Regions from separate parts of the Mus musculus genome. Here all the other regions are linked to region 1. The links are chromatin contacts, called in public HiChIP or PLAC-seq and promoter capture Hi-C maps. All regions are on one chromosome and are shown on one strand. The core of a region is the stretch at or near the end of the contact, and the rest is flanking DNA. Distances in the headings are between cores, read along the strand shown. Region 1 holds the start of Plin3 (perilipin 3). Region 2 holds the start of Crb3 (crumbs family member 3). Region 3 holds the start of Clpp (caseinolytic mitochondrial matrix peptidase proteolytic subunit). Region 4 holds the start of Mllt1 (myeloid/lymphoid or mixed-lineage leukemia; translocated to, 1). Region 5 holds the start of Acsbg3 (acyl-CoA synthetase bubblegum family member 3). Region 6 overlaps Rfx2 (regulatory factor X, 2 (influences HLA class II expression)).

What was found. Promoter capture Hi-C pulls out the DNA fragments that hold promoters and counts their contacts. HiChIP or PLAC-seq counts read pairs in DNA pulled down with a chosen protein or histone mark.
Region 2: a contact with region 1 is called in a promoter capture Hi-C map of liver, with 2.3 times the contacts expected there. The contact joins the promoter of Crb3 here to the promoter of Plin3 in region 1. A contact is called at or near these places in 3 of 39 promoter capture datasets (liver and pre-B cells).
Region 3: a contact with region 1 is called in a promoter capture Hi-C map of embryonic stem cells, with 4 times the contacts expected there. The contact joins the promoter of Clpp here to the promoter of Plin3 in region 1. A contact is called at or near these places in 3 of 39 promoter capture datasets (embryonic stem cells, hippocampal neurons and liver), 3 of 115 datasets of contacts at active chromatin or transcription factors (astrocytes, embryonic midbrain and pancreatic cancer cells) and 3 of 9 other capture datasets (adipose tissue, liver and pancreatic islet).
Region 4: an HNF4G HiChIP or PLAC-seq map of pancreatic cancer cells shows a contact between it and region 1. The contact joins the promoter of Mllt1 here to the promoter of Plin3 in region 1. A contact is called at or near these places in 3 of 39 promoter capture datasets (cranial neural crest, liver and pre-B cells), 1 of 115 datasets of contacts at active chromatin or transcription factors (pancreatic cancer cells) and 1 of 9 other capture datasets (adipose tissue).
Region 5: a contact with region 1 is called in a promoter capture Hi-C map of embryonic stem cells, with 3 times the contacts expected there. The contact joins the promoter of Acsbg3 here to the promoter of Plin3 in region 1. A contact is called at or near these places in 1 of 39 promoter capture datasets (embryonic stem cells), 1 of 484 Hi-C or Micro-C datasets (embryonic stem cells) and 1 of 115 datasets of contacts at active chromatin or transcription factors (bone marrow-derived macrophages).
Region 6: a contact with region 1 is called in a promoter capture Hi-C map of neural stem cells. The contact joins the enhancer-like site here to the promoter of Plin3 in region 1. A contact is called at or near these places in 2 of 39 promoter capture datasets (erythroid cells and neural stem cells), 1 of 484 Hi-C or Micro-C datasets (nephron progenitors) and 2 of 115 datasets of contacts at active chromatin or transcription factors (pancreatic cancer cells and stem cell-derived neural progenitor cells).

The regions. Positions count from the first base shown.
Region 1 is chr17:56,288,914-56,292,714 of GRCm38.p6, forward strand. Plin3 (perilipin 3) reads right to left here and starts at 1,598. Exons shown (of 8, transcript NM_025836.3): 1 at 1,541-1,598.
Region 2 is chr17:57,060,075-57,063,875 of GRCm38.p6, forward strand. Crb3 (crumbs family member 3) reads left to right here and starts at 2,157. Exons shown (of 4, transcript NM_177638.5): 1 at 2,157-2,299; 2 at 2,521-2,692; 3 at 3,563-3,624. The coding sequence starts at 2,620.
Region 3 is chr17:56,988,132-56,991,932 of GRCm38.p6, forward strand. Clpp (caseinolytic mitochondrial matrix peptidase proteolytic subunit) reads left to right here and starts at 2,133. Exons shown (of 6, transcript NM_017393.2): 1 at 2,133-2,382; 2 at 2,475-2,546; 3 at 3,163-3,259. The coding sequence starts at 2,197. Gm33509 (a long non-coding RNA gene) reads right to left here and starts at 1,792. Exons shown (of 2, transcript XR_385672.4): 1 at 1,578-1,792; 2 at 31-407.
Region 4 is chr17:56,933,469-56,937,269 of GRCm38.p6, forward strand. It overlaps Mllt1 (myeloid/lymphoid or mixed-lineage leukemia; translocated to, 1), which reads right to left and starts at 1,920. Exons shown (of 12, transcript NM_022328.2): 1 at 1,795-1,920. The coding sequence starts at 1,806.
Region 5 is chr17:56,873,376-56,877,176 of GRCm38.p6, forward strand. It overlaps Acsbg3 (acyl-CoA synthetase bubblegum family member 3), which reads left to right and starts at 2,109. Exons shown (of 14, transcript NM_030141.2): 1 at 2,109-2,305; 2 at 2,713-3,021. The coding sequence starts at 2,886. It overlaps Acsbg2 (acyl-CoA synthetase bubblegum family member 2), which reads right to left and starts at 1,072. Exons shown (of 15, transcript NM_001039114.1): 1 at 822-1,072.
Region 6 is chr17:56,813,216-56,817,016 of GRCm38.p6, forward strand. The region is part of intron 1 of Rfx2 (regulatory factor X, 2 (influences HLA class II expression)); the gene reads right to left. Among named protein-coding and RNA genes, the nearest start is that of Rfx2, 16 kb to the right of the region's middle. Within about 2 kb of position 1,591, at least 156 of the 459 cell types and tissues checked have an H3K27ac peak or open chromatin away from gene starts, as enhancers often do. A contact at or near this core is called in neural stem cells, pancreatic cancer cells and stem cell-derived neural progenitor cells, where this site is marked.

The DNA of each region.
Region 1 (3,801 bases), core at 348-2,847:
TAATACATCTTATAAAGATCTACATTTTAGTTTTGCTTATGTGCATGCAGTGGCCACAGAGTTCAGGAGAGTCAGACCCCTGCAGCTGGAGTTAGGTTACATAAGGAGCCTGAAGCTGGTGCTAAGAACTGAGCCTCGGTCCTTTGAGGGAACAGGAAGTGCTCTTAACTACTGAATCATCACTTGCAGCCGGAGTCTGCTTGTCTTTACATAGAATGTTAGAAGATCAGGAAGCTTAATGGACTAAGGACAGAGTTCAGACAGAGGTAGAAGCCTGGCGTCTGAATTTTAGGACAGGTAGGTGATATCATTTGTTTAAAAACCAGTTAAAAACTGGGGCTGGGCCTTCCAGATGCCCCAGAACAACAAACACCAAGTGTGATGGCACATGCCTGTCACCCCAGCACTTGAGGAAGGTTAGAAATCAAAGCCATCTTCCACTACCCAGTGTGTGAATTCTAGGCCAGCCTGGGCTTTATGAGATTGCTTGGCGTTGTCTGCAGAATGCTCAAATCGGCAGCTAAACCACAGTGGGTGCTCAATAAACTAGTCTGGCAAACCGCAGCAGTTAGGTTTGCGATAAAGATTTCCCAACACGGGAGTCAGGTGATGCTGGTCATGCCTTCCTGTCATCGGTAAGGTGGGTGGCAAAGCCTGAGGAGTCAGACACCCCTGGAGCTCCCCTTCCTAAGCAATGGTGGCCGCTGGAGAAAAACAAGGGCTTTTTGCTCTTTTTGAGCACTTGTGGCAGCTAATCTCTCTACACCCGGCTCCAGCTGCCTGAAACTGACCCTCCCCCACACACTCCGCCCACCAGATTACTTTCTCTGCAAAGAAAGCCAGAAAAGCCCCCAGGGTCAAAAAACCAGCATGTAGCCAAGGCTTAGAAGTGGTTAAGGGAGTCTTTCGGCCTGGTTTGGTGACAATGCTGTCATCCCAGCATTTTTGGTGGAGGCAAATTCCAAGGCACCCTAAGTTTAGCGTAGGGCCATTTCCAAAAACAATTAACAAGACAGAAACAAAACATTAAATTTGAGAGATTCCAACAGAGGGAGGCACCATGCTCGGCTGGGGGTCACAGCTTCCTGTGGAACAGGCCTGGCTTTATGTAGGATCCAGGGCCTGGGGCTAGTTAGTGCACGGCAGGTGAAGCTATTTGTGACTGTGCCTGCGGGGTTGTTTGTTCTTGGGGACAGGAGACTCAGAATCACGGGGAAGAGGGAGGAGCCGCAGCCCAGGACACACGGGACTCGCATTTGAACACAACTCTAATTCTGGGGACCCAGGACAGTGGAATCCACCTTTTTGGACGCTCAGGGACTCCGTCACTGACGAGGACGCTAAGGTCCTAGGGTGGCCAGGCCAAGAGTTGGAAGCGCTGCAGAAGTTGGGTCCTTGGGTAAAAGTTAGTCTCTAGAAGTAGGGTTTCCTAGCGTGCAGGGATTTTTGGGATACCGGAGTCCTCCCAGGAAGCCTCGTTTCTCCCTCCTCTCTAAGGGCGCCTCAAGATCGATCCTGCCCCTTGCCCCCCAGCTCTCACCAAAGTCCTCAGGTCGTCCAAGCGAGGAAACCTCCCCTACCAAGTCCAGCTTGGATCTACCGGGTGGGGCGGGGCGGCCTTGTGCATCCCCCGTGGAGGGAGGGGCCTTGGAGTGACAGGACAGAGGGCCAATCAGAGGTCCCTATGGCGTAGTTCCGCCCACCCTTCTAAGGCGACCCAGCCCAGGTTGCTTGCATTAGTTGAGTCCCAGAAAGACTTGGAGTCCTGATCCTAGATGGAGGGGAGAGGGGAGTGCCATTCTGGGGTCCTTGAATCCTCCCATGTTTCCAGAGACCTTAGAGAGGCTTCCAGATCCAAGGACTGATTGAGTGACATTTTTAGAAGCCCATCGGACCCAGGGAAATCAATGCCAGGAGGTTACACACCCTGAACCTCAGCCCTGATTGGGTCCTAAAGGAAAAGTTGCTGTCATCCAGATTGAGGTTCTTGTTGTCCCAAGTCCTCTGGACGAGGGCACTGAGGCCCTGATATGGCCAGCCATGCGCAGTATCCAGCTTTCTGCTCCTGGACCCCTGGATCAATCCTTTCCTGAAGACAGACACCTCCTGGACTTTTTTTTTTTTCTCATCCCTAAATCTTCTTTCTCCCCTTGGCCTGTAAGCCAAGTGTTAACCTCAGACGGCTGCAGGAGCTAAGAAAGAAGGGAATGTATTTTTGTTGAGGGTGTGACTACGTGTGCAGTTGTGAAAATGTGCACGGGCATTTGCAACTGCGCATGCACGGATGTGAGCCAGGCCTGGAGAGGACCCACCCTTACTGAGTTACCTCAGATCTTTCCAGACTTCCGCCCGGCCCCTCCTTTTTTTTTCTGAGCTGCCTTGACTCAGGCTGAGTTCTTTATCTTCCTGCTTCCAGTGAACAATGCCGCCTTCACAGGGGCAGTGGCGGGATGGGGCATGTTGCCACCAGGTGGCGCCCTGCTCGCGACTGCGCCCCTCCCCGCCATGTCCCCCAACGGTGCCACTTCCCTCTGTGCCTCTAGCGCCTCTGCGTTCCTTCCCTTACAGAGCCCCTCCACTCTGTGTCCCCTACAGCGACCTTCTCTCTGTGACCCCCTCCCGACGGCTCCCCTCTCCTCTCTTTCCACAATGGCGCCTCTCCCTCTCTGTGCCCCTGACGTGTCTAGGCCCATCGGTGCCGTAGAAAGCATGTCCTATTAACCTTGGGCCTGGCCCATGGCTCATTAGCTGTGTATACAGGCATTCAACAATTATTAGGCACATGCTGTACACAAAGGTCATGTAGGGCAGCCCCAGGAACATAGTCTGTACCCTCTCAGCTTGGTAGCATTCAGAGACCAGTGGGAAGTCACGCCAGCAGAATAGCATTAAGACTTTAGAGGGATACTGGGTGGACCACCAGAGCTACACAGTGACTGTCTTAAAAAACAAAACAATATTGGGAGGGGAGTCGAAGGAAAATTTAAAATGTATATTACACCTATTTATTTAGGGGGGCACTCTACCACTAGTGTGTGTGTAGGTCAGGAAAGAGCACGTGGGACGTCATTTCTCTGCACCACCGTTGTTGAGCCTGGGGACTAAGCTCAGATCTGCAGAGTTGGCAGCCACTCCCTCCCTTTCTCACTGATCCATTTCACTGGCCTCTAAGGGACTTTTACTTTGTCTCACTGACTGAGGCCATATCCCCCCCCCCCTCCCCGGCTTCAGTCTCCCAGTGATGGAATGAGAGGAGAAATTAGAGGCTAGTGCACAGTGCTCAATCAGTATACACAAAACTTGGGTTCTGCCCCCACCCCCCACCCCACATCCACCAGGTGTGGCACATGCCTGTCACTCCAGCAGCCAGAGCTGAGGCAGGGGGACCATGGGGAATCAGTTCAAGTGTTACCCAGTGAGTTTGAGGCCGGCCTGAGTTCCATGAGATTGGAGCAGGAAAAACAATGGAAGATGCTAGATGAAACAGGAGCTCTCGGTCTGTGTCCTTACTCTTTGAAGGATAATTAACAGCCACAAGCCCTTGCTGTAACTCAGTGACCTGATGGCCAGCTGCTACCCATGTCTCCTTCTCACGTGGACCGTGGACGGGGGGGGGGGTGTCCTGCCCCTCACCACAGGAAGCTGGGGGTCATTTAACATGCAGAACCTGGCTCTGTCTGTCCCCACCCTCCTGAGCCTTGTGGCAGCCAGCTGCTGCTGTACCCTGTGAAGTGGCGGTGGTAAGCTTGGGGGAAGAACACGGCTCTGAGACCCATGGTCCACCAGGTTGGCATGGCTTCT
Region 2 (3,801 bases), core at 907-3,406, 770 kb after region 1:
ATTCGTAATCTTGTTCATTTACACCTTCCTCTCTAACGGATCACTTATCAGAAATTCAAGTTTTTGCTTCTCCCAGGTCTACGCAAAGAATTCTGAACCAGTTTAAAAGCTTCTTTCGCCCGCCTGCTCTAGTTAGATTCCCCAGTCGATGATAGAAACAGCAGATCAACAAAGAGGTGTGGGCTCCCTCCCCAACACTTCATTCCGCCCGCGCGCCTCCTTTTCTTGGTGACACTCGGAGAGAGAAACGCAAGGTCAACGAGCGGCGCGGCTGCAAAGTTAAATCCTTATTGGTCAATGCGCCCTAGCTGCGGCGGTCCGCTCTACCTAGGCGGGGCTTCCCGGTTGACCCGCCGCGGCCTCCTGTCCCGCAGCTCGCAGCCCGCTAGGCATTCTTAAAGGGGCCGCGCCCCAATTCAGACTCTCTGAAGGCTGCTCTTTGCAGACCTGCCTGGAAAGGGAGTCGCGGACCAGTATCTCCCGCGCCACTAAAGATAACGATCAGGAGGAGGGGCTCTGGAGGCGGGGCCTCAGCCGGCGGCTGTGGTTGCACCTGCTGAAGTCCCGCCCACAAGTTTCGGGTGCAGTTTTTCGTCTCACCGTCAGGGGGAAGGGCGTCCGTCTGACCGCGAATAATAAATAAGAGCTCACATTGAGTGCGTTGCGCATGCCAGAGCCCTTCACTCGCTGCTCAGTAACGAACCTACCCCAAACCCTGTGAGGTAGGTAGGTGACACTAGCTTTTCCCACGCTACAGTGGAGAAATCAAAAGCTTCAAATCTTAGTCTGGATTCCCATTTAGGGCCAGAGCAGAGATTTAAACAGAGTTTAAACCACCACTCCCAGGAAGGGACGACGCCTCATTTATTTATTTATTTATTTATTTATTTTTCTTGTTCAAAGACACAGTCTCTCTATGTAGCCACGGAATTTACTATGTAGACCGGGCTGATCTGGACCTCACAGAGCTCCACCTGGGATCTAAGGCGTATGCTACACTACAATGGGTGTTGTATATAGCCTTGTATGTGCTAGATAAACTAGCCACAGAACTCCAGCTGCAGCTCTATGGCTATTGTTGTTATTGTCCTTTTGAGCCAAGGTCTCTGTAGCCTCGCTGGCCTTGAATGTGCAGCAGTTCGCCTGCTTCGGAATCCCAGTTGCTGGGACGGCAATCACGTGCCATCATATCCGGTGCATGACCACCTTTTACCCAAAGATACATCCAGAGGTCATGCGGTCCCCACCCAAGCTGTGCCCATACATCTGTGGTGAACAGGTGAAAGTCCCACCCACTCCCTCTACCAGCTACCAGATGTTTCCATGCATAAGAGTTTCTGTGTGGGTGCCGTGGGACATCACTACTTCTGCGCAGACGCCCCAAATCCATGCTTCCTCACAGACACTTCCCTGGCAGGTGGACCTCATACGGATGTTCTTCAGTGTGGACATAAGGCCTTCCGTTAAGCTGGGCGAGATTCTGCACAGATCTTTGTCCGGTTTTTTTTTTTTTTTTTTTTTTTTTTAATACCGCACGGGTTTAATCTAAGCAGGTGTTCTGATTACACTCTGACTACAAGCCTACATGTATCTTTCTACAAAACTAGTCCTGTACAGGTTGGTTGATTTTTTTGGTTATGGGATGAAAATGGAACCCAGGGGTCTCAGGCATGCTAAGGAGGAATTCATGGCTGAGTAAGGGGCGATCCAATCACTAAGACATTCTTGGAAGGCGACCTTCACTAGGCCATTTAAGGCAGGGGTTCTGGCCCCGAGCCACGCTCCCAGCCCCTTTTACTTTTGAAATAGGGTTTATTCAGGCTGGCTTTGAACTTGGGGTCCTCCTGCCTCAGCCTCCAGAATACATTTAGAATACAGGTTAGCATTCCCAGGTCTGACTTCAGGGTGTGAGTTCTTCAGTGTTTCCCATCGGAGCCCGCCTCTTATAAGTGTGTATCTTTCTGGAGTGTCGCCACGCCCCCCGCCGGGGTATGCACCCCTGTGCTTACACCTGCTCATTTCCGCCCTCTGCGGTGCTCCGGGTCGCAATGGGGTTCCCGTTACAGGTGCTCTGGCGGCGCGGCCCCGCCCTCTTCGCCCCGCCCCTCTCAGCCAGGCTCAGGTGCACAAGCCGGAAGTGCGCTCTTTGCCCAGGTGGGTGACTAAACTTTCCGGGTCACGTGAGCGGGCGGGGCGGGTGGGATCTGGAGCGACCGGGTGAAGGACGGAGACTCGGGGTTCCAGCTGGGAACCCGGGATTGGGAACCTGAGCGAAGTCCCTCTCAGACGCTGGAGTCAGGTAGGGAGGCAGGGCGCGCAGCCTGTCCTGTCCCCACCTCCTCCTTCCCTTTTCCTGGCCCAAGAATGCGGTCGGGGAGTTAATCTTTAATCTCTGACCCTTGGCGCCGAGGGCGGGGAGCGCACTCCAAGATTGGGTTGCCTGTCGCTGGGCCCCGAGCCTGAGTCCAGCCCCTCACCCTATGCTGCGCCCTCTCCCCCCCACCCCGGTCTGGTCCCCAGGTCCTGGGTCGCAGGTGCCCTCCTCGACCCAAGATGCGGTAGGAATTGGCGCCTTGGGGAAGTCCTGTCCTTGGCGTCACCAACTCGTCGCCTAAACTCATGGCGACCCCAGGCCTGGGGGTGCTCTTGGCGTTTGGTTTGCCGATGCTGCCCTCCGGCTGGAGCCTAACAGGTAGGTACTGTCCGGGGCAGCGCTCGGGTGGGAGGAGGGTTCCCGGGTTGAACTCAGAAGTGCCGGGCATTTGCGACCCAGAGAGGGCGACAGGTCTGAGGAATGAGCTTGGAATGCGTTTGGAGACCAAGTTTGAAAGCTTCAGGGCTGAATTTCAAATTAGTTTAGCTGACCTGCGAACTTTTTTTTTTTCCAGTTTTTTTTTCTCCAGTTTTTTTTTTTTTTTCTTTTAACGTTGCTGAGGCTCGAACCAGCGTTTTTCTGAACGCTCCGTACCCGCAGCCTAGAATTCCTGAGTCCTTAAGTCTTGTGGAATTTAGGAGCTGGGGGTTGTTGGGCAGAGCCCAGAGGTGGAGGAGGGGAGGGAGAGCCTGGGCACCTGAGTCTGCATAGTTGAGAGTCTTAAGCAGTCAGGGGGACCTGGAGGGAGCCCAGCTGACAGGGCTGGCCCTCCGTAGGTGTGGACCCAGCCAGACCTTCCCTCAGTCTCTAGTTCCAGTTTCGGGAGCCTGGGGGGTGGGGGGACCTTGTGAGTCACATACTCCTGGGAAAGGTTGAGCCCCGCCCAGGTCCTTAAGGGTTCTGGGCCGGAGTGATGGTGGAGGGGGACACGGTTCTGGAAGCCATCTATTCTAATAGGCTAACAATGGTGACTCTGGGTGGTCAGATTATTACCTGCTGGGCTGAGGGTGGCCAGAGAAACCAGCATCACACCCGAGGGTGGAGTGGGTGGCCTGGCTGTACTTGCTGCCTCAATTCCAGCTGGAGACTTTGGAAGGCGTTTTGCAAGGTCTGACTGAGTGGTGTGTAAGTGATAACTAGTGAAGAAGACCCCAGCATGGATTTTTTTTTTCTCTTTCTGTTCCACAGCACCGGACCCTTTCACAAATAGCACAACTCAACCCCCAGGTGATGAGTCCAACGGGGGCCTGGTGAGTTGGGAAGGTGTAAGAAGGAAGAGCAAGTGTGTGAGACCAGAGTAGTATGGGACAAGTGGAGAGACATTACTATTAAAAGACCATGTGCGCCGGGCGGTGGTGGCACACGCATTTAATCCCAGCACTTGGGAGGCAGAGGCAGGCGGATTTTTGAGTTCAAGGCCAGCCTGG
Region 3 (3,801 bases), core at 883-3,382, 700 kb after region 1:
TGGGATTAAAGGCATGCGCCACCACGCCCGGCTATTTTTATCTTTTATTCTTTAACAATTTCACACATTTATACCAAGTGTTTACTCAGAATTATTGCTCTTCCTCCCAACACTCCTGGCACAGCCTCCTCCCACCTTCATGTCCCTTTTCTGTAACACATGGAGTCCAGGAACTGCTGCCTGCTGGGACACTGGCTGATCTAGCTGGGTTGATCTTGTCCAGCTGCTGTGAGGTCACAAGGATGATGGCCACCAGACATCCATTAGACAACCTTTCACAGCTCTTGCCCCTCTTAGAGCAAGCACTCGTAGCCAGTTCTTCCTCTGCATTCGGACTTGAGAGCCTCTGAATTTCCCGCTTCCTGCTGCAAAGTGAAGCATCTCTGACGAGGGCCCAGAGCGGCAATCTATGGGGACAAATATTCAGAAGGCAGTTTCACAGCACAACCATTTGGCAGAGCAACGGAAGGCAAGTTTCTCTCCTTGTTGTGTAACCTTGGAGTGTGGGCTCTAGTCAGGTTATAGCACTGAGCGTGGTCCCCTCCTGCAGAGCAGCCTTGAGTTCACCATAGCTCTCATGCCACCAGTGCACCAGCAGCCACATCTTGCCACCAGATGGAGTTGCAGCACTCGAGGTCCACCCCTGGATAAGACCACTTATGACTTTTGTCATAAGTGGTCTTATCCAGACCAAATGTTACCTTCTGGTACTATGAAATTGAATCAGCTGGGAGGAAATCTCCAGGTCAATTCCAGTTTGGTTTCTGCATGACCCATGAAGACACCAAAGTGACTGGTGTCTTCAGCAACTGAGTCTTGTCATCTAATTATGGTGAGCAACCCAGAGTAATGACAAGAGCCTGTGTCGTTTGGAGAGCTCTAGGGAAAAACATCTCTGGCTTTTGATGGTCATGTCTGGCTTTTATGCAATTTAAAGGTACAAGTCTCCAGTTACGCAAGTGTATCTTCCTCAGGGAACATGGCAACCGCTTTAAGTAATGCTTACATCAGGCGACAATTAAGAAAGTTCCAGAATGTGCCTGAGGTGGTAGCAGAGCATGATGTCTCAGCCCGATACAGATGTATTGTAAAGGAGCCTAGCACAGGGCAGAGGGGAGTGACACGTGGGAAAAAGTGTGGCTGCTAAAAAGAGTTGCACTGACTGCTCTTCCCAAGGTCCTAAGTTCAAATCCCAGCAACCACATGGTGGCTTACAACCACCCTTAATGAGATCTGACGCCCTCTTCTGGTGCATCTGAAGACAGCTACAGTGTACTTATGAATAATAATAAATAAATCTATATCTAAATATCTATATCTATATTATTTTTTTAAAAGAGTTGCAGGGAAGACAAAGAAGATGAATGCAGAGGTGATTGCCTGACTGTCGCAGGTTCAATGGCTCAGTTTCACCTCTTCCAAGAGCCTCCAGCTGCAACGTAGGCACAGACGAGGCAGGTATGGCGGTGGGGGGAGCTCCCAGAATCTTGGTCTTACGGCGACAGATCGAGATGGCGGGCACAGTATTTCTCAAGGTATAGGACCATGCACATGGACAGTAGGCACTGTCTACCTACCCTCCAGTTTTACTTGGACAAAAAAGGAACGCTTCTAGAAAGCTGGACGCCCTCTGAAAACGAATACAGGTGTAGCGAACGTCCAGAACTTGTGGCAAGATCCAGGCCTCCTCTCCTATCTCAGTGTTCACAATGCCCTAAACTACATTGTTCAATAAATCCCCTGGCGATTCCTGGTCTAAGTCCTGTCCCAGAGACACTCTCCTCCTTTCTCTAGCGAGCCTATACGGGAGTCAGGGGTCGCAAAGCAGCTGGGAATTGTAGTTCTGGAAGATCAATTGGTTACAGGCCAGCACGTGGACCTGATTGCTGCGGGACGATGGTGGTGGGCTGGTGCGTCCCCTAAGCCTCTTCTCACCCTTTGGTGAGCACCTCCGTGAGCTTCTTCCCGCGTGGGCACCGGGAACAGCGCAACCTCGTCCGAGAACTTCCATGGGACTAATACGCGGGTTTTTCTTATTTATTCGAACGCCTACCTCTAACGAGGACCCCACCCACAGACTTATCCCCGCCTTCTTCAGTTCCGCTTATTCTGTTCTCGGAAGTGGATGAGCCAGTGACTCCCGCAAAGCACGCCGGGTGTTGTAGTTCCGGAAGCCAAGCCGGAGTGCGCGTCGTCATGTGGCCCAGAGTGCTGCTGGGGGAGGCCCGGGTGGCTGTGGACGGATGTCGCGCTCTGTTGTCTCGCCTTGCCGTGCATTTCTCCCCGCCATGGACTGCTGTGAGCTGCTCACCCCTGCGGAGGAGCCTGCATGGAACTGCGACGCGAGCTTTCCCGCTCATCCCCATAGTGGTGGAGCAGACGGTACGGTGACCTGATGGGGACATGGCGCGGAGGCTTGTAGTCGGTCGGCGTGCAAGGGAGGATGACCTTTCACATCTTCTTTTCCCACGAAGGGTCGAGGCGAGCGCGCTTATGACATATACTCGAGGCTGTTGCGGGAACGCATCGTGTGCGTCATGGGCCCGGTGAGCGACCCCGGTCCTTCCCGGGCACACCTTGTTGTCTCACCAACATTTATCCTTTGTCAAGCTCTGTGTCATATAACCCCCTCTTCCCCCTCATCCTTGGTGACCTCCTAGACCCTAGGCCCTAGACCCTGACCTTAAACATTCTTTAAAAAAAAAAAAAAAAAACTTGAGCAAAATTTTTGCTTTGTAGTACAGGCTAGCCCCTACCTTTCCATCGTCCTGCCATAGCTTCCCAAACGTTGGAATGTAAAATGTGCATTCTTACCATAGTCTGCTGTTGTCAGCCATTCTTTGTTTCAGTTTATCCTTTGGTCTTCTGAGTCAGGGTCCCAGGCTGGCCTTGAACTCCCCATGTAGCTGACAGGACATTTGAGGGAGGGATGAGGTTCCTAAACCAGACCAGGTGTAGGCAGTGCTTAAACCCAGGGCCTTTTGCCTGCTAGGAGAGCACTCCGTCCCAGTCTTGTCCCCAGCTTAGGGTCTTCCACTATCTGGGGCTTCCCCAGCCATCTCTTCCTGTGCTGGAAATTCCTGGTTCCCAGGGCCTCAACTCCTTAAGCCTCTATCCATCCCACCTTCAACCTGAGGATACCTCTGCTCTCCCCACCTGCAGATTGACGACAGTGTGGCCAGTCTGGTCATTGCCCAGCTGTTGTTCTTACAGTCTGAAAGCAACAAGAAGCCCATTCATATGTATATCAACAGCCCAGGTAAGCCAGGACAGCCTGGTTGTGGGGTCAGAGATAGCCCCTTTGGGGAAGACATGCAGCCTTGTGCCTCCTACAGAATCTAAAATTTAAAATCGCTCAAAGCAGGGTATGGTAGTGCACACATTTAATTCCTGCACTTGGGAGGCAGAGGCAGGCTGATTTCTGAATTCGAGACCAGCCTGGTCTACAGAGTGAGTTCCAGGATAGCCAGAGCTACACAGAGAAGAACTCTTATCTCGAAAAACAAACAAACAAAAAAAAGTAAGAAAGAAAGAAAGAAACCCTTTCTCGAAAAAAAACAAAAAAAAACAAAAAGAGAGAGAGAGAAAAAAATCACTCTAAGACGGTCTCTCACTGGCCTGGAACTTTCCAAATATGCTAGTATACCGGGTCAATGAGCCTGAGGGTCCTTCTGCCTCCACCTCCCTAGTGCTAGAATTACAAGTGTGTGCTGCCATGCCTACTTTGTGGGGACTGGGGATCTGAACTTGAGTCCACATACATTTTAGCAACTGAGCAGTCTCCCTTGCTTCGAGAGTAGC
Region 4 (3,801 bases), core at 670-3,169, 640 kb after region 1:
TTCCTCAGCATCACAGCCACAAAGTGACAGCCACCCAGGACACCACAGAGGGAATGGTCTCCAATCTCTGGGGATTCTATTGAGGACATGGACTCCTGAGTTTTGGAGTGCAGAGGGTGCCGAAGAACAGGGACTTTTTGTGTGGTTCAACTAATGAAGAGCCCAGGTAGCAAGCAGGCTTGCAAATCAGCCTATTCACTAGCAGCAAGTCAGGCACACCAGGGACAAAAAAGCTATGCCTGCTACCTGCCCCAGTGGTCCTAGGTCATAGATAGTGGGACACACAGGAGGTCCCTACCGATGTATCTGAAACTAACAGCCACATGGCCAAACTAGACAAAGCCGCCTCCATGGTGCCAGCAGCTAGGGATGACCCAACCTGCCCTTACCAACAGCAGAGGAAGCCATCAGCTGCCACCCCCACAGCCCCACACCTTCCCAGGACTGGTACCCCTGGAAGTTCCGTCTTTGGAAGGGAAGGGGGAGGATGTGACCCTGGGTGAGGGGAATCTAAAGAAGATGGGGAGGAGCTCACATGGTACAGAGCTGGGTGACATGAGGGGAAGAGGTAGAGGAGGCAGGCTACCCAAGAGGCTGGGAAAAGTGAACTGAAGTGAGTGTCTTAGATGGAGAGAGGGTGTGGCTGGGCAGAGAGCATTCAAAACAGACCTGAAGCTAGCACCTGGTTGGGGGGGGGGTATTCCCTGGAGTTTGGGGAGATTTGGGGTCATGGGCCCAGGAAGAAGGAATCTTCCAAAAAAAGATTGAGGCTCAGGCCCTATTTGGGGTGGTGTAGCATCTAAGAGGATATGTAGGGGGGGCATCCTAAAGTTACTAGCCCTGTCTGTGGGGACTCTGTGTAGACTCTCCACAGAGTCTGATTCATGCTAGGGACCACAGGGGCTGGAAGACCCACTTAAGTTCTGAGACATGTTTCCAAAGATTCTGGGCCATACAAGGATGCCAGGAGCTGTGGGGTGTACTGGAGTTCTGAAGGGAGTCTGGCTAGATTTGGATTCATAAGGGACGTGAGTTCCCGGCTAGACTGGGTGGCTTTGTAATCCCAATGGGTTCCATTCTCTACTGGGATTCTAAATGATTTCCCAGGGGATGTGGGGCCAGGACGGGATCCCCATGGTGCTGTGAGTGGCTATAGGATTCCAAAAGTCTTCCTGGAGAGCTGTGGACCAGGCGGGAGATCCCCAGGGTGCTAAGGTAGTACCAAGGCTCTAAGGGGAATCCCAAAGGGTTCCAGGCTGTGATGATGCCCAGGGCGCTAAATCCCTGGGATCCTGATAAACACTTCAGGAGTCTGTGTGTAAACTGGATTCCTAAGGGGCGCCTCCGGGGACTCTGGAATGAGATGGAGTTCCTAAGGTGTTGAAGCCCTGAGCTCCTGTATGATGCCCAGGGGGTACTCCGGGATTCTAAGGGGTGTCTCACGGGGCTCTGAGCCAGGCTGAGTCCCTCAAGATGCCGCGGCGGTGTGGATACACTACGCTGGCAGAGAATTCCCCAGTGTGGAGTGGGTGGCACTGGGGTGCTGAGTTAGATCCCAAAGGGTTCTGCACCAGACCTGGGGTCGCGATGGGGGAGGGGTACGTGGGTCACAGTGGAGGAGGGGCATCCCGAGATGGCGATGGGGGAAGGACGCCCCGGGGTCGCAGTGGCTGGAGAAGGGCCCATCCGGGTGGGCGCGCGCAAACTCGGTGCCCACGGGGCGGTGTGCGCGCAGGGCCGGCCACAACGCCGCGCAGGGCAGCGGGAGGCCAGTCCCGGGCGGAGGCTTCTTACCTGATTGTCCATGACTGGCGCCCGCCCCGCCCCCGGGCCCGCGTCGCTCTCGCTGCCGCCGCTCAGCAACGCCCCGCCGCTCTCATTGTCTGTCGGGGGCCGCACCGCCGCCGCCGCCGTTCCGGGCCGCCCGCCCGCCCGCCAGCCGCGCTGAACCGGAAACCGCCGCCAGCCCGGGCGGCTCAGCGACCGCGGGCCCCCAGCCGCCGACTCGGGCCCGGCCTCGCCGATGGACAAGCCTCCGAGCCTGTCAGAAGGCCAGAGACCCGCGCGTGGGGCGGGACTTCCGGGCTGGTGGGGGCCCGCCGGGCGACAGTCAGAACGACGAAGCCGTCAGCCAATAGAAAGCCGGCGCCGCAGGGGGGCGGGCGGAGGGAGTGAAGGAGGCGCGAGGCGAGCTCTGCTGAGCGGCGCGAGGTGTGCGCCGCACGTGGAGGGGTTGGGCCAGGCCGTGGCGCGGTGCCTGCGCACTGCGCCCCGGGAGCGGCTCTAGAGGGGACGTCCCTAAAAAGGCCCTAAGAGTTTAAGTTCGAGCCCTGCGGAGGGAGGGAGCGCTGGCGATGTTCGGTGCTCCTGCGTGACAGCGCCGGTGGTTAGTTTACCGGTCTGGATCCTGTAAAGCCAGCGGGTTCAGCCCACTTCTCCTTGCAAAGGCTAGGGTTGTGCATCTGTAAAAAACCAGCCTGTGACTTCAGTGACCTCTTCTGGCCTTCTCAAGCACTGCACACAGGTGCTAGCGCTCGCACACAGACACGCACCATTTAAAATGTAAGCTTTTAAAAAACAAAAACAAACAAAAAAACTTGTCGGAGGTGGTTCTTCTTTCTGTGGTTGTTACAGTGCACATCTGAAACGGAGCCATTCTAAATGATCAGCGGTCTCATTCATTCAACGCAGGGAAAGGAACGGTAGTCAGTAGTCAACCGTAGACTGTGGATACTGACAACTGGGGATTGAACTCAGGGCTCCCGCCATTGAACTACACCCACAGCTCTGTTTTCACTTTTTTACTTGAAGGCCAAGGCTGGGGCATAATTGGTAGAGCACTCTGCTAGAACGATGAAGCCCTGGGTTCTAGCCTCAAGACTCTATAAGCCAAGTGCAGAGATACATGTCTATCATCCTAGAACTTGGATATAAAAGGCAATACAAATTTTTGCTAACCTGAATAAAAGACACACACACAATCCAGGTATTTTATTTACAAACCGTAAGTCTAGGTTGTGCAGCTATTCTAGTTTGGAACTAGTTTGGAGCTATTCTAACTTACATCCCTGCCCATGTGTCCCTTGTGACGTGCTGTTTTTCCTGGCCACATGCTTATGGTCCATCTCCTCTCGTGGCGGCCTCCTCCAGTTTCCCTGTCTTTCTTAGTCTCCTTTCTCTACCTGCAACCTCCAGCCAGGTAACTGAAAACCTGCCTACCTCTATCTATTGCCCAGTCACAGGCTTTAGCCTTTTATTGACTAATTGACTTGGGAGGCTAGGTTACATACGTAGCATCACTTGGGGTATGTGAGGATCTCCTCCTTGGGGGCAACTAGACCTTGGGATACAGAATTTAGCACCTAAATACAAGCAGTACCAGACCAAGCCCCTACACTTGGAGGTGGAGGCAGTAAGACTGTGACCTCAAGATAGTGGTGAGAAAGCCCTCCCTTGTTCATGGAGTAAAGGTGCTATGCCACCAGTGGTTTAACTAGCCCTAACGATGACTGAGGCTCACTCATCGTTCAGAAAGACTAGATCAGGTAAACGGATGTAACTGAGGAGAGGCCCCCGACGGTCTGGTTCTGAAGAGAGCTGGCAGGGAACGGTTTCTGCATAATGTCTTGTAGAGATAAGCCAAGGACCTGGATCTTGTCCTCCAGAACCCAAATTAAAGTGGAGAGAATGGACTCTTTATGTGCTATGACTGGCACTCCCACACCCTAAACAAAAATTAAAAAACAAAGACAAAAACAACTTCAAGATTGAATGGGGAAATGGCCCAAGTGTTGATGTATT
Region 5 (3,801 bases), core at 859-3,358, 580 kb after region 1:
TCACAGAGTCGAAGCTCTCAAAATGTAACATTAAAACATTTTAATATTCCACAAAGAAGGTTGGAAACAAGCTGGATGTGGTGGTGTGTACCTCTAATCCAACACTTGAGAGGAAGAGGCAGGTGGGTCACTGAGTTTAAGGTCAGCTGGAGCTACAGAGTTCCAGGTAAGCCAGGGCAACACGGTGAGACCCTATCACAAAACAAAACAAAACAAAACAAAACAAAACAAAACAAAACTTAAGGGCTTGGAAGATGGCTCCATTAGTAAGGGCATGCACAGCACAAGAACCTGCCTTTGAATCACCAGCACATGTAAAAATCCCAAGTGTGGTGGTGTGCATCCGTATCCCTAGCTCTGGAGAGACGGAGGCAGGGGGATTGCTGGAGCTCATGGACAGCCATCTGACCCACTCAGCAAGCTCCTGGTTCTGTGGGAGATAGTGCCTCAAAGGGAGCAGCCCAAGTTGGCCACAAATACACAAAATGGACTTCAGACATCCCTTGCATGCGGCAGACACGGTAGGACCCTACAGACACCCAAAACAATGCACATTGCCACAGTGCCACGGGGTCTCTGTCTGTTGTTTGACACTGAGTACGGCAGGTGCTGGTGCTGCAGGTGGGCTCGTCCACGTTCAGCTTTTATGGTGTTCAGCTACAGGTTCTAGAGCCTAAGTCCTCACCTTTAGTGCAGGAGTATAGGGAGCTTAAGGCAGTCTTGCCTTCTTAGGGAAAAACTAAACTCTGGCCTTCCCTAAATGTGGGCTCCGTTCTGTCACGGTCACGTGCCCCACGCAGAGATCCTCTCAGGAACCTTACCAACTTTCACAAGGTGGCCAGGTGTCACAGATGGAGACATCTGGTCAGCAAGGTAGTTCTCCTTCCACAGAGTTGGTCAGTGGTGGGTGGTCCCAGAAGCGTGTGTGTGTGTGTGTGTGTGTGTGTGTGTGTGTGTGTGTGTATGTGTGTGTGTGTGTTGTCCCCTTCTTGCTCTGGTCACCCCTCAGTCTAGCCAGGGTGATGGTGGTAGATGGGTTCCCACCCAACACAACTCCATAATTCAGGCTTCTGGAACCTTCTGCTCAGGACACCCCTTATGACATCACTGGCCGTCCTCCCCTGCACCCAGCCTCAGGAGAAAAGTACTCCCTGGGGAAGGGGATTGTAAGCTTCCTTCACCCATCATTCCCTCATTCATTCATTCCTTCCTTCATTCATGCATATAATCTTCAGCCACTCACCAGTGTACTTACTCATCTATTCATTCATTCATTCATTCATTCATTCATTCAGATATCTGTATGTGCTTGAACAGTTTTTCCAGCTCCAGTGTTGAGCACTGTGCATTACATTCGATAGAAATAGAAATGAAACCAGACAGGGCCATTCAAGAACCTATGGGGAGTCTCAAAACCAAAAAAAAACAAAAAAACAAAAAAACTACCATAAAGGGTCTGGCACTGTAGCCCAGTGGGTAGTGCTCAAATAGCATGTGCAAGGTCTGGGATTCCAAGCATCACATGAATGGCATGGCACATGCCTGTCAAACCAACACTGGGGATGGTGGAGGCAGGAGGACCAAGGTCATCCTTGGCTACACAGGGAGTTAAAATGTAGCCCAGGCCATATGCACATGCATTTACACTGTGAAACCGTCATCACCATCCAGTTCTAGAGCCTTCGGTCTCCCCAGTCTGAAGCTCTGCCCCAATTCAGTGCTCACTCCCCTCCTTTCCCAGGTCTGCACCACCCACTTCCTGTCTCTGTGACTTGCTCTGGGGCCTGCAAGTGCGACCCTGGGGTATGTGCCCTCGTCTGGCGTATTTCACTGGACAGGGTCATCATCGTTCCTCCACGTTGGCATGGGCATCTTTTCAGGATGTCCTCTCAGCCTGGAGTGTCCACACCCTTGCTCCCTCCTCTGTCAGTGACCATGAGCTAAGAAGCGTGGCTACTGTGTGGATATGGCTGTGTGACAGACCTGAGTCTCTTATTTCAATGGTTTCTGGTGTATGACCAGAAGGGGACCTTGGGTCATGTTGCCATCGTGGCCCTGGCTTACGGAACACAGTGATGTCACAACAACTGCCTTGAAATGTAGAAGGGAATGTTCTGGAGGATGTCCAGTCTGGGGGGCTGCGTGTCCTTCTGTGGCTACAGTGGGAGGTGGTGACAGAGCTGGACAAGAGTCACCACTGTCGTACCAGTTGATAAAGTGGCAGCCTGTGGTGGGGAGAGAGGGCTGAGGACAACAACATCTGCCCCAGCCTCTCAGGAAACGCCGGTGCCACTAGGCACAGAAGGTCCTGGAAACTCTATTCTTTTCTCCTCCTTTCCTCTCCCTTCTTTTCTACTCCCCTCTCCAGAGTCCCATGTAGCCCAGGCTACCCTTGAGTTCACACAGCACTCAACCACTGGAGAACATGAGTTCAGTCCTCTCTCCCACAAAAAAAGCTGGGTGCAGCAGCATACACCTATAACAGGAGACCCCTACTGCTCACTGGCAGTCAGCTTAGTCAATAGGCAAGCTATGGGCTCGGGAAGGGAGAGGTGTGGATGGTCACTGCCAGACAGGCCTCAATGGAAGGAACATAGCTGAGGAAGAAGAGATTTGCTGACGACCTCTGTCTAGCTTCCACAGGTCTGCATACACGCCACACACAAGGAATGTCCCCCACTAACACCCAGCTTGTTTTATTTCTTTTGCCAGCATCCACTCCTGCTCCCTTATCCTGGTCTGTGAGGTTCCTGTCTTTCTCTGGCCAATTCCACCACCATCCACCCCGCCCTTTGAGGAAGCAGACACCCCACTGTGGACACCTGGTCCTCTGCCCTCTGTAACTGTGTGCGTGAACATCTTTGTGCTGGGTCTGTGTCGTGGGAATGACTGACCCTAAGGAATCAGATAACCTTCAGACCTCCAGGAGGATCCTGAAAACCAAAACCATCTTGAAGAACAAAATTCACAGTGCAATATCGAAGAAGGCACAAGCAGATAACTTTGAGATACTGACCCCAGGTGGGAGCCCTGCCCCCCACCCCGTGCAGGGAGAGGGTGGGGGTGGCAGCAGGGTCCTCTTGTCAGCCCAGGCACACTTCTGGGATCAGTAGTAGAGCAGCACTGGTCTACTGGGGTAGGTGGTCAGTGGCCGTTGAAGTCCTGTGGAGAGGGCTTAAGTAACCGGGGGAAGGAGTAAGGGTGATACCTATGGCCATGTGACCTTTGCCAGGGCGATCATGTGACCAACCATCAAGGCCTTGTCCATTTGGGAACAGTAACCCTGACTCCATGTTCTCCTTTCTGTGGGTCAGGGAGCAGTGAACAGCACTCCTGTCCTTTGTCCCAGTCTTTTGGAGTGACCTTTGACCTCCATCCACCTGAGGTGGTGGAGGGTGGAGGGTGGGGGACTGTTGCTGTAAATCTCTCCAACCCAAATATGCCCCAGCAATGAAAACACAACACCATTAATATGAAGACATGCTGTATGCCTAGATTGGGCAGATCTACCGCTACACTACCGTCTTCCACATCTATGAGACCCCTTAGAACTCGAGGTATCTCCAGGCCATGTGCTTCTGCTCTGCTTTTCTTCTTCTTCCTCCTCCTCTGCATCCTCTCCCTCTTCCATTTTCTCCTTCTCTCTCTCCCACCTTCAATTCCACCTTCCCTTTTATCTGCCCAATCATCAGCTCTCCTTTATTTTACAAATTAAGGCGGGAAGCAAGTTTACTGGAAATCACCTGAGTGCTGACTCATTCCTTGTTCACGGCCTCTCACAGGAGAACGGAATTGACATCA
Region 6 (3,801 bases), core at 341-2,840, 520 kb after region 1:
ATCACTGGGGTGACAGGCACGTGCCACTGCACAGAGAGCACTAGATCTTAGCCATGGGTTGGGTATGATGGAGCAGAGCTGCTGGCTTGTCCTTCAGTTTTTCATACACCGAGCTTGCTTCCATTTTTATAGGACACTGTCACATTCAGTGCTGGGAGCAACCCTGAAAGTTCAGAAACCTGTTGAAATTCTTTTAAATGTCCCAGACACAAGCTGAGTCACTATAGCTGGGACACTGGGCCCCCAGGCAGTGGTGGCGCACGCCTTTAATTTCAGCACTTGGGAGGCAGAGACAGGTGGATTTCTGAGTTCGAGGCCAGCCTGCTCTATAGATTGTGTTCCAGAACAGCCAGGGCTACACAGAGAGACCCTGCTCAAAAACAAACAAACAAACCGCTGAGACAGTAGCCACTCAGCATCAAATGATAGTCTTCTGAAAAGTAGGGGGTGAGTGATGTACAGAGGAAGTTAGTGACAGGCTCCAGGGTGCATCGTGGGAGCACCCGAGACCCAAGTAAAGGTGGCAGCCAAATCCCCTCAGAGCAGCCCTGCTCCCAAGTCTGGATTTATAGCTTCTTGTGGGGGCAGGGTGTCTGAACAGAACTCAGGCCAGTGTTTACCTCAGCAACGGGGCCCTGGGAAATAGTCCCTGTCCCTAGCCACAGGGAGGAGTAGGAGGGCGGTGGGTCTGATCCTGATCCAGCCAGGGCTGGAAAGCGGCCTGCAAGAGGCACCTGTCGTGAGCCTGCCCCAGCATCTTTGGTGTACCCTATCAGATCACTCTGGGATCCCAGTGTCAGGGGGGATCCCAGCACAGGGGATCAGAGTGTTCTGGGTTCAGGTTCCAACACCAGCCCGTCCCGAGTGGGAGTGTTTTGGGGGCTCTGCTCTGCTTTGTCAGCCATCAGAGTGGCCCAGATAGAGACCCTAGAAACACAGGAATTAAGAGTTTCTTTAAACGCCTTTAATCCCTGCACTCAGGAGGCAGAGGCAGGTGGATTTCTGAGTTCAAGGCCAGCCTGGTCTACAGAGTGAGTTCCAGGACAGCCTGGGCTATACAGAGAAACCCTGTCTCGGGGGGAAAAAAAAAGAGTTTCTTTAAAATTCCACTGAAAACTAAAATCAGAGTCCGTGGGACTCTCGGTGCCTGCTACCTGCCAGCTCCCCACCCCCTCCCGCGAACCTCCACATCATCTAATCAGAAAACACATGCAGATGCTGGATGGGAACCGGGCGCCGGCCTCTGGCGCCGCGTGCCCAGCCCTCATTGTTTGCTGAGTAACAACGGTTGCCAGGGGCGACGCAGTCCACTCCCGTTTCCAAGCGCCCGTTGCCCAGCAACCCAGAGAATACTTCCCAAACCAAACAATGTCATCCCCGGGGCAACTTCTCTATCTCACGTTAAGCAGATCTAAAATAAAAATAAATAAATAAATAAAAAAGAAAGCCCTTCCAAATATGTAATCTATTATTTTCAGAGGCCTGAACAGCAAGACAAATAATTTCTTCTCTATAGTAACCAGGATGGACCGGCAGCTCACCAGATCTGTTCTGAGGCTAGAAGCCCAAACCAATGCTTCGCTCAGCTCCCAGTGATCCTGAGGCCGGCTGCCACCCTTCCCAGTCCTGGACCAGGAAGAAGGATGGGCTCAGTTTACCCTTAGGCAGCAAGTCACACACAAGTCTTCTCTAGGCAAAGAAGCAGGGGTTAAGCTATTTGAGAAAAGTGCAAGATCAGAGCAGTTGCCTAACATCCTGGACTCCACAGAAGGTAGCAAGCATGAGCGGAGCCGCACACACCAGTGGCTCAGGGTGGCCCTGTCCCAGAGGACTCCACGGAGAGTAGGGACTGCTACTCTGTCTTCTGCCCTCCCAGAGAGAAGCAATGGCTAAGAAGAATTGGGTGACTTCAGAGGCCCTGCTGGGCTCGAGGGTGCGGCCTTTAAGGCCCATGTGAGGAACAGCCCTGGCCAACATCCTTTGTAAAGGCCAGTGAGCTTGTCATCCAGGCAGGGCCTAGGCTCTGAAGCCATCTCCTTTCCCTGATAATTACATTACTCAGTAGTGTATGTGTGAGCATGCACCCGCTATGCACAGAAGTCTGCTTTCTCTTCCCACTAGGTGGGTCCTGGGCATCCAACTTGCATTTTTTTAGGCTTGGCAGCAAGCACCTTTACCCACAAGTTACTTCTGTAGCCCTTGAGACAGATTCAATCAAAGCACAGAACCAGTGTCCAGCCTCCCGGGCCAGTGCTGGATCATTCCAGCACTGCATCAATAAACATGGGTCAATTAAGTGGCCCTGTGGCTTCCAGTGCAGACAGGACAGGGCCCCGGTGAAGTCAGAATTTGGTGGTGGTGGTTTGTTGTTTGTTTGTTTTTTGTTTTCTGAGACAGGGTTTCTCTGTGTAGCCCTGGCTGTCCTGGAGCTCACTTTGTAGACCAGGCTGGCCTCAAACTCAGAAATCCCCCTGCCTCTGCCACCCGAGTGCTGGGATGCTGCTGCTCAGTGACACTGGGGCAGTCACTGACTGCTGGGGTGGCTGTATTGCCACTGCTGCTCTGGGGATACATCTGGTGTTCTACATTGGCTTTGGAGGTGCTGTGGTGAGGCCATGGAACCTCCTGTTCAAAGGAGGAACAGTGCAGGGGTCTTAGCTGTCTAGGGCTTGGGCAGCAAGATGGAACAGAGGAAAAGGCATGAGGGCCTACGGAAACTCACACTTGGTAAACCTGGCCAAGGACCCATGGCTGGGCACCCACAGGCCCCACAGGTGGGTCCACTTCTATCACCTTGCTAAATGGACATAGTATCAACATGTCTCTAATGAAGTGTCTCTCCTCTTTCTGGATGTGAGGCCAGGGTTGAGTGCAGCACCCAAGCCTTATCAGAGAAGTATCTTTGTGCAGTGGACGGTCGGGTCGGTGTCAACACAGAAGCATACAATTGACCAAAAAGAGAGAAAAAGACACCACGTGCTCAGCCACAGACGGGGGTCTACATCACAGCTTGCAGGGACTGTGTAATGACAGGAGAGAGGGCAGAGAGGCTGGAGAGCCTGATGGGGCAGGACCAGAGCAGCCATAACGGGAGTCCAGCACCAGCATTAGCTCTGGGCTGTCAGGACAGGCTCAGGTCTGTCCTCTTCTGTTTTTGGTGACTCCATTCTTGGGTCTTTGTTAAGTCAATTTCCAAAAGAGGAGCTCGGGATCACTCTGGGGACATGGAATAAAATGTTCTGAGCGCTGGAAAGGCAAAAAGAGAGGCATGGGGATTCTTTTAAATATATTTGGGAAATGTTTGATTTGTTTGTTTTTGTGTTGAGATGGTGTCACGTAGCACAGGCTCAAACTCTCTATGTGGCCAAGGATGACCTTAAACATCTGACTCTCCTGCCTTCACCTCCCAAATGTGACTGGTGTGTGCACCATGCCCATCACATCTTCTTGCATTAACCATGTAAAAGCTTACATTTAAGATTTTACATAGCCAGGCATGGTGGCACATGTCTCTAATCCCAGCATCCAAGAGGCAGTGGGAGAGGGATCTCTGTGAGTTCGAGGCCAGTCTGGTCTACACAGTGAGTTCCAGGACAGCCAGGGCTATGTAGGGAGATCCATGGTCAACAGCAACAAAGCTAGCTGTGCTCAGGACTGGGGACCTGCCTGGCATGTGACACTCAGCACCACAGTGACACTATGGCTGACCTGAGACTGGCCAAATGCTTACTTGGAGCTGGAGGTCTCTGACCTGGCTTTTGTCTCCTCTCCTCCTAAAGGCCTGTTTGTGTTTTGTCGAGG